2 separate regions of the Mus musculus genome follow, and region 2 is linked to region 1. The links are chromatin contacts, called in public promoter capture Hi-C maps. All regions are on one chromosome and are shown on one strand. The core of a region is the stretch at or near the end of the contact, and the rest is flanking DNA. Distances in the headings are between cores, read along the strand shown. Region 1 holds the start of Zmat1 (zinc finger, matrin type 1). Region 2 holds the start of Gprasp1 (G protein-coupled receptor associated sorting protein 1).

The links. Promoter capture Hi-C pulls out the DNA fragments that hold promoters and counts their contacts.
Region 2: a promoter capture Hi-C map of liver shows a contact between it and region 1, with 6 times the contacts expected there. The contact joins the promoter of Gprasp1 here to the promoter of Zmat1 in region 1. A contact is called at or near these places in 6 of 39 promoter capture datasets (erythroid cells, hippocampal neurons, liver and 2 more), 1 of 115 datasets of contacts at active chromatin or transcription factors (memory CD8 T cells) and 1 of 9 other capture datasets (liver).

The regions. Positions count from the first base shown.
Region 1 is chrX:135,006,474-135,012,525 of GRCm38.p6, reverse strand. It overlaps Zmat1 (zinc finger, matrin type 1), which reads left to right and starts at 3,317. Exons shown (of 7, transcript NM_175446.3): 1 at 3,317-3,615. The coding sequence starts at 3,552.
Region 2 is chrX:135,739,246-135,745,297 of GRCm38.p6, reverse strand. It overlaps Gprasp1 (G protein-coupled receptor associated sorting protein 1), which reads right to left and starts at 2,606. Exons shown (of 11, transcript NM_026081.5): 1 at 2,320-2,606; 2 at 723-799. Armcx5 (armadillo repeat containing, X-linked 5) reads right to left here and starts at 2,606. Exons shown (of 4, transcript NM_001009575.5): 1 at 2,320-2,606; 2 at 1,684-1,735; 3 at 723-799; 4 at 1-379. The coding sequence starts at 121.

The DNA of each region.
Region 1 (6,052 bases), core at 2,068-4,567:
GTCTAAGCAAGCAAAGGAACACTAGTGATGAATGACAGCCCTACGGAAATAGGTTTGAGGGATGGACACTAGAGGAAACATGATCGGGGTTTGGGGGGCGGGGGAAGATGCCAGAGCTCTGAACTAAGCAATGAAGATGTGACTGGAAAGGAGAGCAAACACAAAAGAGGTCTGCTGAGTGTGTCTCTTAACAAGGAAATAGAAGGAGTTTGTCCACTATTCCCAGTGAATAACTACAGCCTCAAGTAGCAACATGGGTGTAACTTAAAAACAAAATGCTAACTAAATGAACAAAGTTCCAGAATTCTATCTAAAGAGAGCTCCAAATTTTGGTAAATCTTGTAAGCAATCAAACTAAAGAATACTCTTTATTCACAATGTGAAGATGGTTACATGATATTCTTAGTTACTTTTGCCAATAAATTTTAAAATTGCAGACCAACTTTAGTATTATCAAAAGGCCTTAAAAGTTTGAAAATACAGTATTTTTAATCCTATGAGAATTTCATATTTATATTTGCCTCTTATTCCTCCCCTAAGTCCTTCCAGATGTGTTACCTTCTTCCTACCCTCTTCCAACCTCATGTCCTCTGTTTGTTTGTTTTTAAACAACCCAATGAGTCCATTTGTGCTGCTCATCCACTCACGGTTATGGGAGCATCTGCTGGAGTATGGTGGACCTACCAGAGACCACAGCCTTAAAAAAAAAAAAACTGACCCTCCTTTCTCCCAAAGCTTTCAACTTAGCAGCAGCTACTAGCTGGGGTTGGGGCTCTTAAAAGCCCCTTCACCAACACTGGAATGTGATTGTCTTGATCTTGTAGAGATCCTGTGAAGGCTGTGAGTTCATGTACGCAATGGCCCTGTTGTAGCTAACCTCTGGCTCTTACAATCCTGCCATCCCCTCTCCTTCCACGGTTCCTAAGCCTTGCCAGGAGGAAATGGGATACAGATGTCCCATATGTGGCTGAGCATTCCACAGACACCTCTGCACTTTTTGACTGCTTGCAAGTGTGTTCATCAATATCCAGTTATTTACTGCACAAAGAAACTTCTTTCGTGTCTGAGAGCTGCACTAAACTGTAGGTTTAAGTTTAGTGACAGGAATTTAGAGGGCAGTTTGCTATTATATCCCTTTAGCAAAATAGTAGCAAGTTCACCCCCTGGGGCCTGTGAACTCCCCAGCTGTGAATCCTTAGGGAGATTTACAATACAGGGTATGTGTTTCCTTTTGAAACAGAGTTTTGTTTGTTTGTTTTTCCAGAAGGGGTTTCCTCTGTCTAACAGCCCTGGCTGTCCTGCTGTAGGCCAAGTTGGTCTGGAACTCACAAAGATCCACCTGCCTCTGCCTCCTGAGTGCTGGGGTTAAAGGCACACACCCCCATTGCCTGGCTTTAAAAGCGACTTTTAATGTCAGAACTCTTAAAGAGTTTATGAATAACTGATGGGACTAATAGAATATAAGCCGTAAGTTATTTGAAAGTGAAAATGAATTTAATATAAATGTAGCAGTAAATTAATCGGGTAGCTGTATTTCTTTACCTTATGTTAGCCCCCAATAACTACACAGGGACACCAAGATTTAGTTAAAATTGCACCTCAATAGCTAGGCAATTAAATGATCTTTACTTTTTATGCTAAGCTGGCTACTTCCTAGCACCACCCCTTGATTCTCGCATATTATTATTGATCTGGCTCTTTGAGTTTCATGTGTGTTTCCATGACTTCTCTCTGGACACCTCATGGCTCCAAATCCTCCTCCCTCCTTGCTAATCTGAATCTCTTTCTCTACACTCTCTCCTTCCTCCGGTTGGCAGACGTCCTGCCCTATTCTTTATCCTGCCCAGCCATTGGGCAATCAGCATTTATTGACAAATGGTAAGAATTGTTTATACAAACTTGAGACAGGAGATTCTTGGTATAAGAATTACAATGCTGTGTCTGGATTAAAACAAGGTATCAGGCCACAGAAATCAGCATTTGAATAACAGTAGGGTAAACTTTACACAGTATACAAAAACCTTATACCTACAGAAAGAGTCTGATTACCAAGGATCAAATTGTTTCCTTTAAATTTCATTTTTGGGGTCTGGAGAGATGATTAAGCGGTTAAGAATACTTAAGTGCTCTTGCAAAGAACTTGGGTTTAGCACCCATATGGCAGGCAGTTCATAACAGTCTGCTTCAGTCCCAGGTATTCTGACACCTCTTCTGATCTTGATCTCCTGCATGAACTACAGTGTAATTACTTACACTAAAGCACACGCGTGCACGCACGTGCACACACACACACAACTAAATACTTTTTAAATTAAAAATAAATGCCATTGCTGGATAACAGCTTGACCTCTTTCAAATTTAATTTAGGTATAATAATAACCATTATTTGAAGTCCAAAACAAATTTTGTGTTATTTTTTTTAAAAATTATGTTTAATTACTTGGTCTATATTTAAAACAATTTCTTTAGAAAATAACTATAATTGCATTTACTTTTAAATAATGTGTTTTGGCATAGGCAATCATTTTGCAAAATCTTTAAAATTTAATGCTTGAGATCAATAAACTGAAATATTGGGCAATTCGAAAATATAAATAATGCTTCACGACAAGCCGGCCAATTAGATTATTTCCATTAACTACACAATTATATGAAAATTTCAAAACAAAAAATAGTTTTGCAATAGCTGGTTTTAAGTGTGTATTTTTTATTATAACAAAAATAACAGTATTTAAGCATACATCTACGTGACAATTTGTATGTTTTAAAGGCAGGGAAATGAACATAAAATATTGGAGTTCTAAGGGGTTTGGGGGAAAGTGATGAGAATTAAACGCTGAGTAATAGTTCCGTTCTTCCACTGTGCACCAGATTTACGGTAATTTTGATGGCCAAGCTGTTGTTTAAGGGGCCATTTAGACTGAAGGACCAGATCCTGCTTATTTCAAAAGAGGGGAAAATGTCTTTTAGAGAGATTTTGGAGGTGGGATCAAGAGAGAGCCTGACATTTAAAAAAAAAATGCTGTTAGATTAGTGCGTCAGTCCCCACCGTATAAGGACATTTGTTTTTACATCCCGCGCTTTTTGCCCTTCGCCCTTGGCCATCTTTTTTCTTCCTCTCCGGAGGGAGGTCCGTACTGCAGAGCCACGGGGGAAGGGGGAGGCATCCTGCGGGTGCATGGCTCTCCTATTGGAGGATGAGGGGAGCCAGAGCGAGGCTGGGGTTGCCAAAGAGGAAGCAAAGGATGGGAGGTGGAGCTTGGGCGAAGGCGGGGCTAAAAAAAAAAAAGCCTAACGGAATCCGGACTCCAGTGCAATTGTGCGCGCCAGGCTGCGACGGCGGCGGCGGCGGTGGCGTCGCCGAAAGCTGTAGCTCAGCTGGCGAGGTCTTCCCACCCTCGGGAAGTTCCCTAAGCTGTCGCCTCCGCCGCCGCCTACGCGGCGGCAGCGGCGGCGGCCTTGCTGGTGCCTCCCTCCTCTGCCACCTCCACCCCTGCCTGCTCACTTGCCGGTGCTGTGGAGAAGGCGGCGGCGGCTTTGGCGGCTCCACTATGGCGGCGGCGGGGAGGGGGGACAGTAGTTTTAAAGTAGACACCTGCCCTTGCCTCAGAGAAGGTGAGTTCCCGTCCCGGGACGCGAAGGCGGCCTGTTCGCCTTCGCCGCCAGTCAGCAGCTGGCCCGGAACCCGGACTGGGCGCGGTTCGACACCGCCCCACCCCCCACCTGCTGTGGCGCAGTAAAGGCCAAGCTCGCCCCGCCCCGCCCCGTCCCGCCCCGCTCCGCTGAGCTTGGACCTGTCCCACCCCACCCCCACCCCATCCCACCCCCCTCCCTAATTAGGCCCTAGGGTCTCAGAAGGACTGAAGCTGTGAAGGGCATCCCTAACCTCCCCTTCCCCAAAGCCCACCCCCCCCCCAGCAAAGGAATGGCAGATACTCTTAAGACAGGAGTTTGAAGGGGAAAAATAATAATAAACATAATTTTTGTCTTAGCTAGCCGCTTTAGGGGGAAGTAGGATGCTGATGTGCAATTTGGGAAGAGGAGGCAGAGCAGAAGTGCTGTGGAGCCAGGGAAAGGAAAGGGAGAGCAAAGAGGGACTATCAGAAATTTAACAGGAACCCCCCCCCCCTCCCTGGTGCGATTCAACGTCTTGCAGTGTAGAAACTCAGGAAATAAACTCGGCAGTGTGATATTTACAGAGAGACGACAGAGTTAGCAATTTGGACAGTTTAGCATGTGTACTTGAGCTTTCAAGTAGAATTTGTTGGACGTGAGGTCATAGGTTCCTCTCTGGCAATGAGGCCTGTACTGAAGAGAAAGTGTTTGGCAGAAGCACAAATTTCAGAAATCATTTGGAGAATTTTCTTTGGTATTTGAGGTTAAGGCCTAGTGAAACAGGGTTAAGGGCCCATCTTTAACATTTCTTTGGGTTCAAGTAAGTGCTGTTGTACCTGCCACCACTTACTATGCCAAACATGGAGAGCTATCTCTTGACTGTTTGAATATAAGCGACCTTTCACACAGGCTATTATGTATCTGTAAGCAGCCTACTATTAGACTGTGAAATCTGCCATTGCAATGTGGTTGAAAGCAGTTTGGGCGATGTTCTTAAATGGTTAAGACGGATTCTGCTACAGAAGTGCTCAGATCTAATAATTACTGTAAAAATATTTTCTGGATTACCTTATCTTGTTCATGGACATCCAAAGTGAAAGATTGTGAATGTAAAAATAGAGGAAACAGGTTAGATTCCCTTTTTCTTGGGTAAAGACACTCATTAAAATTAACCTCATAAAATAATTTCTTCTGATGTATAAATGATATGCCCTTGAGGGCCATTCCACAATATTTCACATCTTTCACTTTGGTGGAATGACAAAACAAATTTTTTTAAATCCCCTATAATATTTGCAATGGGCATATTATATTAATGCCATCTACTAAATACGGAAATTGGGACTCCACTGGGATATGATCATGATTTAGTAACAGGCTAAGTGAAGACAATTTTTGAAAGAGTAATGTCTTCAATCAGCCATGAATTATAGCATTGTTTGGAAACTCCTGGGCTTTTACATTTTCAAGGGGACTTTGTGGTTGTTTTTTTCCTTTTTTTTTTTTTGGTTCATTTTGAAACATGGTCCCATGTACTTTACACTTGCCTCAAATTCACTGTGAACTGGTCCTCCAGTCTCCACTTTCTGAATGCTGGGACTACAGGTTTGTACCACCACTCCTAGCTTTTACTTGGATAACAAACTTTGTCCATAGCCAGCAAATAGGTGAGAGTTGTTTTGTAGGCATTGAACAGTTTTGGCTCTGGTGACCAGTTCATACTGAACTTTAGAAACAATATTTTATAGAAAAATGGCTTTTTACCACTCTGTGTAACTGCTTTGGTTACAGTGTCTTTGGATATGTGCAAATAGTAAAAGCATTCTAAGAGAGAGAATTTCAGGGACCTTCGTGATGGCACAGAGGGAAAAGGAGCCTGTGCCAAGCTTCAGAAATTACTCCTATGCTGTCCTCTGACCTCTCTCTCTCTCTCTCTCTCTCTCTCTCTCTCTCTCTCACTGTGGCACATGTGTACTCACACAAAATGAAACTCACACAAAATGAAGACAAGAACATAATTTAATAAAGTCCAAACAATATCTGGAATCTGGCACAGTACATACAGATTACGCTGTTTATAAAACTACTAGACTTTGGGATCCTGAATTGGTCCCAGATGTCCTTGGTTTGGGCTTCCATGTCTGAAGCAAGGGACTTGGAGAAGACAAACTCTGAGATTATTCTCTGACCTGAAAATATGGTCGATGATTTTGGAGTTTACATTGTTACTTCTTTTGGTGGAATTTGGTGGCTGAATACAAAAGTAATAATTCATAAGTCATAAGAAACCTTGATGGTAGTTACCACTTTACACTCACTGAGTAGTGAAATCTGTGTTGAAATACTGTTGAGAAATTTTACTAGTATAGGAAAAAAAGAAATGTAACTGTAATCTCCGATTGTCTGTCCTTTCATTTTAGTTAAGTATTTTTCATTA
Region 2 (6,052 bases), core at 1,357-3,856, 730 kb before region 1:
TAACGGCTTTAGTGGTCTGATTCTTGGCTTTTCCTTTAGCATTGGCAGGGCTATTGGTTCCAGGTTTTGAGGAAGCCCCAGACTCTTCTCTAGCTTTCCTTTTAGTTTTAGAGCCAATCATGGTTCGAGAGAAAGGCAAAGCTTAATATAAATATGCCCCTGTCTCAGCCTTGCCCGAAAGTCAGCCCCAAGTAGGTGTTTTCATATAAAGTCCAGTAGTCATTCAGCCCCTTTCCAACTACAGTTTCTGCCAATCATATAGACAGCATGTTGAGGAAGCTCACTCAAGATAAAGGATAGCTGTGCTGGGGCGCAGGCCTGTGGAGGGTGGTGGTCTTCAGCCACTCCAAGGCCATCAGATCTGTCACTGAAGTTGGACCTAGGGGTGGAGGAAGGAAATGGGGCTTTAAGTCTCTTCCAATTTGCTTTCTTCTCATGCTGATAAGCACAGAGACATAGTTAAGTATGGAAATTCAGTGCTCTATGGGGAAGAAGGAGACAAGGAGCCAACTCCTCCTTTCAGTTCACCCACTGTCTATACCTTCATGTGCTACCAATTTGTCTTTGCAGACACCAATAAGGGCAGAAAGAATAGGAAAGCTGGATGGACACGAGAGGCTGCAAAATTCCGAGGCTATCTGCTGACCTAGGCTGGAGCCAACCAAATCTTTACTGTTCCATACTATAGGTCTTACTCGAGGAGTCCCCACGTTCATACTAACCTGCGCTCTTGCCAAGGGATTGTTTCCTCCTTTCTCTGTTTCCACTGGCGACAAGCCCTGCAGCAGATCTGGCAAACCTATAGATAGATAAAGAGGACAGAGAAACTCAGCTCTTGGGATACAGACCTTGGTTCCTGGCCCTTATTCTTGCCTTCTCAGAGAAGCTTGTCTAGCTTTTCCCTTCCTGGTCTTCCTCTCCTTCCATTAACCAGCTTCAAAGCTGTTCCTCCTCCTCTTCCTCCTCCTCCCTTGGGGCCCTCCATTGTCTTCTTGAGTGACTGTTTCGGTAATCCCTTAGTTGAAAAATCGGTTGATAATGAAGTGTTAGAGCAGGACAGGAAAGAGGGGATTAAAGGAAGATGTTCCCATCCTGCATCTATCTCTAGAGTTAGACCAAGACTCCTAAGTGAATCCACAGACCAGCTAGAGGTCATCGAGAAACTGACAAAACAGAAGGGTGTGACATTCTAGTCTCAGTGATCCTTGTCTGTCTTCACACTAATCCTCGAATCTGGACAATTGCCTTCTCATTATCTCCTAGCTTCACATTCAGTTATTTTACAAACATTCACAACAGCCAAGTTATACAACCCTCCGGATGTGTCTATCAATGGAAATCCACAAACATGAGAACAGCACTACTGAGTATAATTTAGGAAACAGTAATTACGGAATAAATGCTTGCTGGATACAGATACTTGTTTGGTAAAGAATTCTCTGATTCCCTTTCTTTTTGTCATCCCCCCATGACACCCCCAAATCTCCACGTTCCTCTGCTATATTCTTAAAGCCTGATCATTTCCATGAAGGGACAACTAAATCATCTCTGCACAGTTGGTCGTACTGGTAGCAGTAGGGATGAAACGCCTGACAATAACAGGAAGCTGGGGAAATAATGAAAAGTATCATTTTCAATTTTCTTACACATTCTTATGATTATCCCCCACCCACCCACACAAACCTATCACATTCTGCAACATAGTTGGGGTAACGCGGAGGGCATTTCTGGAAGGCTGGAAAAGAGGAGATGTAGAAATTATTCTAGAACCCTACCTAGTCTTGCAGCTTTCTCCCACAGTACAGAAATCAGGTCAGTTTTGTTTATCTTCTCCCCTCCCCTTTTGATCTGCCGCCCTGAAACGTGGAGAAATGCAAACTTGGCACAAAATCTATCCACACAAATGAATGTGTGATAGCCCCAAATCAAATGAAATCGCACTGAGTAAGATATGGTTAATTAATGGTCAGATAAGAATGTGCAATCTTCGAATACACCCAACACAAGATTTAATGTTCCCACATCTATAACCCCTTTGTGTATCTCCTTCCTGATTCTCAAGGCTCCTCAGACAACTGCGTTCATCAGTGGTGGTAGTCCTTTCTCTGACAAGTACGCCATCTCCCCAGTAGATGATGCCATTGCATCCATCTCCCTTCCCAAACGTGATGAAGCGAGTTTCTGGAAACGTAGATAGCTTTTTCTCATCCTCCCTAGTCTGTCTTCCCAACACTCGCCCCCTAAAATCAGGTCACCAATCCCGCACCAATCATGGAACCCGCAACCACAACCCCAAGCAATGCCCTCCTTCTTACTGACCTGTTCTGCTTGAATCCAAGGCAGTTTTCTTAGGTGCGTTCTCTCCGGCGGCGCCTTCCCACACAGAAAGGAGGCAGGCAAACGCCGTCGGCAGTCCGCCGCAGGGAGCAGAGGCAATGGCGGCGACTGTAATTTAGGGGCTTGCCGGGAGCTTGGGATGTAGGACAAGATGAAGGGCCATGACTAGCAAATTACTGTCACCTTTCGGTACCCACTCCTCTCTCCGGTCCCTCACGAAGCGACTACATAGCTACCTACATCCGCCGGGACGCACTAGGCGCGGCTACGTCATTACGGAGGCCCGCAGAGGGAGGAGCTAGAGTTATTTAAGGAGTTCCGGCTTAGGGAAGCGGAGTGATACTACTGTGGCGCACACTGCGACACTTAGGTTCTGATCCCGAACTAGGGAAAACCGCGCCAAGCACCCGCAAGCAGGCGATTACCAAATGTCGGTTTTAGCTTCCTTCTTAGACATGTCTTTCCATTTCGAAATGCATGCGGTTTTCACGCTGTGGCGTCAGAAGAAAAAGCGGCCGCCTTACCGGGCGGAAGGATAGCAAAGAATTCTAGTGTTTTTACACGTTCCTCACTAAACCCACCGCCCACTGAAGTGAGCTGGTTAGGTAGGGGAGGGGCTCAAGGTAGAAACGATGCTGGGGGTGGGGCGGTTCTCAACGCTGAAATTACAAATAAAAATTCTCATTTATTCCAACAAATTCTAAACTGTTCCTTCTACAAGCAAAATCCGCCAGTGATGCACCTGTAAGGGCTTGTTTGCATAAAATTCTTGCTGCAGCGGCAGAACCTATGGAAAACTGCTCTGCTGCCAGACCGTTTTTGTTTTGTTTTGTTTTGTTTTTCAATCTCCCTTTTTATGTTTCCTGTTGCCACCCCTTGAAATCTTTTGCTCTTATTGTCCGGCATGTTTCTTGTTTTGAAATAGTTTTAGATAACATGAAGTAAGGATAGAGGAAAAACAGGGAGAAAAAGAACTGTGCAGACGAGTTCTACTCCAGGATGACCTCACTACCATAAGGTGCAGTGGCTTGGATTTAATCTAGGCACTGGGAAAACAAGAATCTTCTTACTGACAAGACATAATACCAAAGTATCTTTGTACCCGTGGACCAACACCAGTCCCTGCTCTGTGGATTTCTCCGGGCTTGTTCCCTCACGTTTCTTGCCCCCTAAATCTCTGACTATATAAGTCCTTGCATCTTGAATGCTGGGCCTCATGTTTGTATTATCTATTTGAACATAAATTTAATTAAAATAAGCCTTAGAATCAGAAAGTGTTTCTAACATGTATACCACTTAGAAATGTCCCAGCCCATCAGTCCTGTATGCCTCAACTCTAAGCTGAGCTATGACATTAGTAGATTATGATGAGAGACATTTTTCCTGTTTCAGGGATGTTTGTAATTTTGAAATTGCCTTAATAAAAGTGCATGGTTTCCCCTCAGTCCCAGTCTACATTATCAGAAAACCTGATAATGTCATGAGGCAGGAGGTTAACTTTTGGAAGGAATAACCAGCCTATAAGGAACAATACTAGGTGGTGATGGTCAGTCCAGACAGACCATCTTCATGACCCAGGACACAAGATGAAAATAGTTTTGGTGGGAGGCTCAATAAAACATAATTGTAAAAAATAGGTGGTAGTGGTCCCTCCAGATGGGCCAGCCCAGGGCCCTAAAAACAGTTAAAGAGAGAGAGATAGAGAGAGGGAGAGAGAAGAGAAGAGAAGAGAAGAGGAGAGAAGGAAAGAAAAGAGAAAAAGGAAGGAAGAAAGAAAGGAAGGAAGGAAGGAAGGAAGAAAGAAAGAAAGAAAGAAAGAAAGAAAGAAAGAGGGACATCTGGGTTCTTTCCAGCTTCTGGCTATTATAAATAAGGCTGGTATTAACTTAGGCAAATGGATGGACTGGAGGGCATCATCCTGAGTAAGGTAACCTAATCACAAAAGAACACACATGATATGCACTCATTGATAAGTGGATATTAGCCCAGAAACTTAGACTATCCAAGATACAATTTGCAAAACACAAGAAAATCAAGAAGAAAGAAGACCAACATGTGGATACTTTATTCCTCCTTAGAATAGGGAACAAAATACCCATGGAAGGAGTTACAGAGACAAGTTCCAAAGCTGAGACGGAAGGAAAGACCATCCAGAGACTGCCCCACCCAGGGATCCATCCCATAAACAACCACCAAACCCAGACACTATTGCATATGCCAGAAAGATTTTGCTGAAAGGACCCTGATATAGCTGTCTCTTGTGAGACTATGATGGGGCCTAGCAAATACAGAAGTGGATGCTCAGAGTCAGCTATTGGATGGAACACAGGGACCCCAATGAATGAGCTAGAAAAAGTACCCAAGGAGCTAAAGGGGTCTGCAACCCTATAGGTGGAACAACAATATGAACTAACCAGTACCCCCCAGAGCTTGTGTCTCTAGTTGGATATGTAGCAGAGGATGGCCTAGCCGGCCATCAATGGGAGGAGAGGCCCTTGGTCTTGCGAAGATCATATGCCCCAGTACAGTACCAGGAATAGTACCAGGAAGCAGGAGTGGGTGGGTAGGGGAGCAGGGTGGGGGGAAGATATAGGGGACTTTTGGGATAGCATTTGAAATGTAAATGAAGAAAATATCTAATAGAAAGAAAGAAAGAAAGAAAGAAAGAAAGAAAGAAAGAAAGAAAGAAAGAAAGAAAGAAAGAGAAAACAGGAAGTAGTGGTCAACTCTGGATAAATCCACTCAAACCATTTTCCAGTTTCAGGGTCTTTTTGGCTACTGGCGCATCGACAGAATGCCATTATCATTTCCCCTAGTAAGCCTTTTAACTTTAATGTATCTTTAAACCCTTAAACATATGCTGCATCTTCAATAGTGTTTGGTGCCAGTTGTTTTCTTGACAAATCCTGATGGGGATATGGGGGGAAAAAAAAGCTTATCCACCCACTGTTGGTGGAAGTGTAAACTGGTAGAACTGGTGAAACCACTATGGAAATCAGCATGGGGGTTTCTTAAAAAGTAAAAATTAGAAGCACTGTGTGACTCACTTATACCATTCCCAAGAACATTCCAAAAGAGCTCCATAATCCACCACAGAGATACTTGCATATCCATGTCCATTGTGGCTGTATTCAGAATAGCTGAGAAATGGAATCAGACCAGATTATATGTCCATGAGTATATAAATGGATAATGAATACACACACACACACACACACACACACACACACACACACACACACACCTTAGTACCAAACATCAGGTACCTTACTATGAGTTGTTGATCAAAGAAGCCTCAGTGGTTTCCAATACACCCAATTTCTATTGCTCTTGGTTATTTCCAGATCAACAACAACAACAACAACAACAACAACAAAATAGGTTCCCATGGCTAAACACATTTCAAACTTTGATATTTTGGTCGCAGATTCCAAAGAAATCAAGCTGACAGCTAGCTGGAAGGGTCCCTACTGCCTGGTTACCTTTCATAGTGCCAAAATAGGATGCTATTTGGGCTACTGGAGAAAGAAAAGCTATGAATGGTCCTAGGAAGCTGTGAACTCTGTGAACTACTTTGTTGGCATGTCAGAAAATATTTACTTAGTGTTGCAATATCAGAATGACAGCTACTTGGAAAGTGAACTGCTTTAATTGTATTTGAAACTAATTTCCCAGGAGGGAAGCCATGCCAAGTACTGGAATACTGGTCAGTACT